Linked DNA regions of Mus musculus: region 1 is linked to region 2. A link is a contact called in public HiChIP or PLAC-seq data. All regions are on one chromosome and are shown on one strand. Each heading gives the region's core, a stretch centred on a gene start, on an enhancer-like site or on the middle of the called end of the contact. The rest is flanking DNA. Distances are from core to core; before and after follow the strand shown.

Region 1 (2,732 bases), core at 121-2,620, 200 kb after region 2:
AGCAAGCCAGTACCTGAAGGGTCTTAAGGGTCTAGAAAGGAGTGAGAGCTGCACTTTAGCACCTATCATAGGGCTATAGTATGGTCAGAAGAGCTTGTTAAAGAGACCCCCGTGTCCCTGAGCTTCTCAGCCTACCCGTGATAGCTTTGGGTTTCTCTATAGTGCTGGATACATCACTTACAGACTGAGTTGTAGAAAATGGTTTTCTACGTCTCGATATACACATGTTCATACATAGTGTGCATTACTCATCTATCTCCCCCACCTCTTCCCTCTTCTATAAAAACTCAGGTTTCATAAGGATAACTGCTGTCTACTCAACCAACTCATCAAGTATTGGGTGGGTGGATGGACGGATGGATGGATGATGGATGGATATAATGGATGGATGGGTGGATGGGATGGGATAGATGGGTGAATGGATAGATGGATAGATGGATAGATGGATGGGGTGGGATAGGATAGATGGATAAATGAATGGATGGGTAGATGTATAGATGAAATGGATGGGTGGATGGATGAATGGAATGGATGGACAGAGGGATGGATGGATGGATGGATGGATGGTATGGATAGATGGATGGGTGATTGATGGATGGAATGGATGGATGGATGGATGGATGAGATGGATGGATGGATGGATGGATGGATGGAATGGGATGGGGGAATTGAATGGATGGATGGGTGGGTGGGTGGATAGATGGATGAATGGATGGATGGATGGATGGATGGATGAATAGATGGATAGATGGATGGATTGAATGGATGGATGGATGGATGGATGAATAGAATGGATGGATGGATGGATGGATGGATGGATAGATGGATCGATGATAGATGGAATGGGTGGATGGATGGATAGATAGATAGATAGATAGATAGATAGATAGGTGGATAGATGGGTAGGTGAATAGATTGATGGATGGATAGAATAGATGGATGGATAGACGGATAGATGGACAAGTAAATGAGCCAAGGAATGATCAGGGAGACGAGAGAATCCTGTTCAATCTCCATCCTTAAACATGAGAACCCAAGAAAAAAGCAACTTCAATCCAGCCACAAAAAATTCAGAAAAGTACAAGCTTGCCCTTGTTTTCTAAGTAGCTCTGGGAAAGTAGCTCATGCTATGTGAGCCCTTGTTCTTCAGCAGCAAATAAGTACCACTGTTTCTCAATAGGACGCCATCATAAACCTGGGACATGCAGCCAGTCCACTATCTGTGTCGTTTCCTCCCCATCCTCACTTGCTTGCCTTTCTTGGTCTCAGCAGAGAAAGTTTCACTTCCACAGGTTGACAAGAGAGTATGGTACCACACCAGATGTGCTGTGGTGAAAAGAGAGAAGAAGCAGGAACCTGAGCCCCACCTCCTGGTGGTCTCTTGGGAGGGCGGGTGGCTAGACTCTTATCCAGGACTGAAAGAGAGATAGGCAGCCCTTCCCAGATCATCTGGCCCTAGGGAAATGTCTCTTGGCTGGTCCCTGTGTGCCTTGCATCTGTTTCCATCTTATCCTGATATTTGTATAAAATGTGTCCCCTGGGAAATGAGATGGCTAGAAAGGCTAGATTTGGCATGTGCCAGCCAACTTCTGCTCATGGCCCTTCTCATCTATAGTGGCCCGCTGTGGCAGTAGGGGCTGGTCTCCAAGACTCTGAAGCCCAATGAGCTCCTTTGGGATACTTTTCTAAACGTTCAGGTAGGGTAGCCTCTGGCATTTATGTCCCCATGTGCCCTGTAGGTCTGTCATTATGACTTAGTCCTTGTTGTTAAGATTTATTTATTTATTTATTTATTTTTGCCAGGCAGTGGTGCTGCACACCTTTAATTCCAGGACTCAGGAGGCAGGGGTAGAAGGATATCTGAGTTTGAGGCCAGTCTGGACTACAAAATGAGTTCTTTGACAGTCAGGGCTACACAGAGAAATGCTGTCTCAAAAGAATTATTTTTGATTAATTTGTATGAGAGTTTTGGCTGTATGTATGTCTGTGCACCATGTGTACCTGGTCATGTTGGATCCTCTGTAACTGGAGTTAGAGTTCTGGTGGGCACTGGGAACAGAATCTAAGACCTCTGGAAAAGCAGCAAGTGCTTATAACCACTGAGCCATCTCTCCAGCCAGCCTGTGATGAGTTGTGATTCCAAGTGGTGACAGAGCCACATGGATGCTGAGACATCTGTCTAAAAAGCAAATACTGGATCTCCAGCTGTCTCCACAATCACAAAGTCCTCCTTCCTATCTTGTACCATGCATGGAGACCCCTGCAAAAGAGTGAAAGCTGAACGGGAGGATAAGGAAGGGTACTCAGAAGTGTGTAAATATTGGGGATAGATTGTAGGAACATATGTTAGGGTCATTAAAATAAATGAAATAAAGGTAAACAATTTTTATTTAATCCAGACTTGGTGTCTTAGTTAGGGCTTTATTGCCGTGAAGAAACACCATGACCAAGGCAACTCTTACAAAGGAAAATATTTCATTGAGGCTGGCTTACAGTTTTAGAAGTTCAGCCCATTATCATCAGGGCAGGAAGCATGGCAGTGTCCAGGAAGACATGGTGCTGGAGAAGGAGCTGAGAATTCGACATCTTGATCTGAAGGCAGCCAGGAAGAAGACTGACTCCTTCTTCCACACTGGGTAGAGATGAAGCACTAGGAGCCCTCAAAGCCTATCTACACAGTGACACACTTCCTCCAACAAGACCACACCTCCTAAAAGCAACAGTCCCCTGGG
Region 2 (2,700 bases), core at 18-2,517:
TGGCATGACCTTGTAATTCCAACATTGGGGAGGGAGAGACAAGCTGGTCCCTGGGGCTCCATGGTCAATCGGCATAGCTGAAAGCATAGAGCTTCAAGTACAAGGGAGAGACTGTTTCAAAGGAACAAGGTAGAGGGCTCCTGTACAAGTGATGTTGTGAGTTGACCTCTGACCTCCACAGGCGCATGCATTCCTCCTCTACCGACAAATGCAAACCTTGTCTTTATTATCTACACAGAGCCCCACCCCATCCCGGAAAGTCCTCCGGCCATGGCCAGCAGGTACCATGTGCCTACTTGCCTTGGCCTCAACCCAAGGACAATGTTCGAGGATTTGAAGTTCTGGAGCTTTGGGTTCCTAATATCAGAAGGCCTCTGGACAGTGTTTCCACAAGCTACAGGCAAGAGATTTATTGCCCGCCAAGCTTGAACATCGATGGTGTTCTTTTTCCTCGTCCCAGAGCCTCTGAAGGAAAGCAGAGGGGCCCGTTGAACTCTGAGCTGCCTGTGGAGGGAAGGAATTGTCCACAGCGGTTGCATTGAACTGCTTCCAATGGTGAACATGCTCCCAAACTGACCAGCCTTGAAACAAGCCATCCAAGGTCAGAATGATCTTGAATGGATCTTTGCCGTGCCAGAGCCCCACCTGCTCTAGCGATGCCCCTGGGACTCAATATTGTACGTGGAGGAAGGGTGGGTGGAAGATACATCTAACCCTTTAGGGAATCATCTCTGTGGCAGAGTTTGGGGGACAGGGACCTTACTAGTCCCTGGCTCCTGGCCAGCCAGCTGCCAGGGGAGGCTAATGAAGCCCTATCAGTTCTTTGCCTTGTCCTTCCCTCTGGTTAATGGGGGTGGTCTTCACGGTGGCCGAATTGAGCCCAGGAGCCTGGAGCAGAGCCCTTAATGAGGGCAGCCTGGTGATGAAAGGCCCCTTAAGCTTCAGCCACCATTACTACACGATGAAATAAATGCAGTCGGGCTCAGAGCTGCACACGAATAAATTTGAATAGCAAGACACAAATGCGGCCCTTAACTCTGACGCGCAAATAGAGTTTAATACCGAGGTAAACTGAGACCGCTTTTATTTATTGCTGTGTAAATGTATTTAAAAAGTATTGGCTTTGTGCAGCTACAGAGGCCGGCTCCTCCACAGCCTGGCACTTTCATGCCCGCCGCTGTTATTAGAGCTGTAATGAATGGGCCACTCTGAGTGTGCTCTTCAGAAGGGCTGCAGAGGTACAAGATTAATGGGGTGACAGCATCGAAAGGTACAGACAGCCCCTGTTTCCCAGCCGTGGTGCGCTGTCTACAGGAGCACCTCTGCCTTTGTTTGCTCTGCAGTGGCTGTGAGGCTGCTGTGGATAAACGTTGGCAGGAGCCAGGCTCAGGGACAGAGGCTGCAAAGTGGAGGCAGCCCTGAGATCAGGGAACCAGGAGCCTGCAAGTCCCACTAGCCACCATGCTGGGGTCCAGCACCTTCTCCCTGCAGGGGGCGATCCCTTGTTAGCTACTAGCTGTTCCAGCTACTGCCCCCACCCCAGGCTGCACTGCACCTGCAGTCAAAAACACATCCACACTTGTTTTTGTGTCTGACCATCCATTGCCTCCCCACTCTTTCCTTTTTAGGGATCCTCTCATTGCTTCTGAAACCCAGTAGCAACCACATTCAAGGTGGGGAGTTGAGTGTGCTGTAGAGCTGCTTCGTAGAAAACGGCATGGTGCATTTAATATCCCTCTGTGGATAGGTCTGCAGGGCAGGGTGGTCAGATATTAATGCAAAAGTGAGCTCGGGCAGTGGTTCAAAGGGGGTGGAATGTCCTGAGCTGGGAATCCGCAAATCACTTACAGAGAAATTACTTAGAGGGTTGAAAAAATGAACTAGTATCTCACATCCCTAGAAGGAGGGTACTGAACACATTTTATAGATATGGACCACAGGGGCAGAAAGAGAAAAATGTATACCCAATGTTACACGGCAGAGGTGAAAATGACCCTCTTCAGTATATCAGGGTGGTGACATGCCATGGCTGGCTGGCAAAGCCTTCTTTCCTAACGTTCACACTTCAGTAATGGCCTGGGTAGCTTGTGAAGAACGGATGCTGGCTAAGGAGCAGGGATTTCACCTCTAGGCTCAGGGATGGGGATCTGGCAAAAGTACAGCAAGTAGAGGCTGTGTGAGCCGGGTAAGTTGCTCTGCCTCTCTGAGCCTCAAGTTGCTCATTTTTTTCAACATCCAATGCTGTGCGCTTTGCATAGAAATGCATACACCTACAATACTCAAACAACACGTGGCAAGGGGATGGATGGGGAGATGGCTAGGTCGGAAGGCACATGTGTAAGCAGTAGGACCTGAGTTCAAACTCCAGCACACAGGTAAAACGCCATGTGCTGTGAGTGTGCACCTGTAATCCCAGCACAGAGACGTGGAGCCAGGAGGATGCCTGGAGCCGAGTGACTTTAGGCACGTGGTGAACTCCAAGTTCAGTGAAATCAGGTACTGGGCAATACGGAGGACACTTGACCTTGACTGCTGGTTACATGCACTCTCTTCCTCTCCTTCCCCCTCCCCCTCTCTATATATCACATACACATGCACACACATACACATGCACACACATGCACATATGTACACATGTGAGACTGCATGTACTCCCCCACAAAATATGACACACAACAACACTGTTTTTGTGTGCAATTG

Evidence for each region. HiChIP or PLAC-seq counts read pairs in DNA pulled down with a chosen protein or histone mark.
Region 1: a RAD21 HiChIP or PLAC-seq map of pro-B cells shows a contact between it and region 2, with 5 times the contacts expected there. The contact joins two enhancer-like sites. A contact is called at or near these places in 2 of 15 datasets of contacts at CTCF or cohesin (large pre-B cells and pro-B cells), 9 of 484 Hi-C or Micro-C datasets (the AML12 cell line, cerebral cortex, conventional type 1 dendritic cells and 4 more) and 9 of 115 datasets of contacts at active chromatin or transcription factors (astrocytes, differentiating embryonic stem cells, embryonic basal ganglia and 5 more).

The regions. Positions count from the first base shown.
Region 1 is chr14:25,324,756-25,327,487 of GRCm38.p6, forward strand. All of the region lies in intron 1 of Zmiz1os1 (a long non-coding RNA gene), which reads right to left. Among named protein-coding and RNA genes, the nearest start is that of Gm41113, 53 kb to the right of the region's middle. Within about 2 kb of position 1,371, at least 12 of the 459 cell types and tissues checked have an H3K27ac peak or open chromatin away from gene starts, as enhancers often do. A contact at or near this core is called in pro-B cells, where this site is marked.
Region 2 is chr14:25,122,839-25,125,538 of GRCm38.p6, forward strand. No RefSeq gene overlaps it. Among named protein-coding and RNA genes, the nearest start is that of Gm32224, 3.8 kb to the right of the region's middle. Within about 2 kb of position 1,268, at least 20 of the 459 cell types and tissues checked have an H3K27ac peak or open chromatin away from gene starts, as enhancers often do. A contact at or near this core is called in pro-B cells, where this site is marked.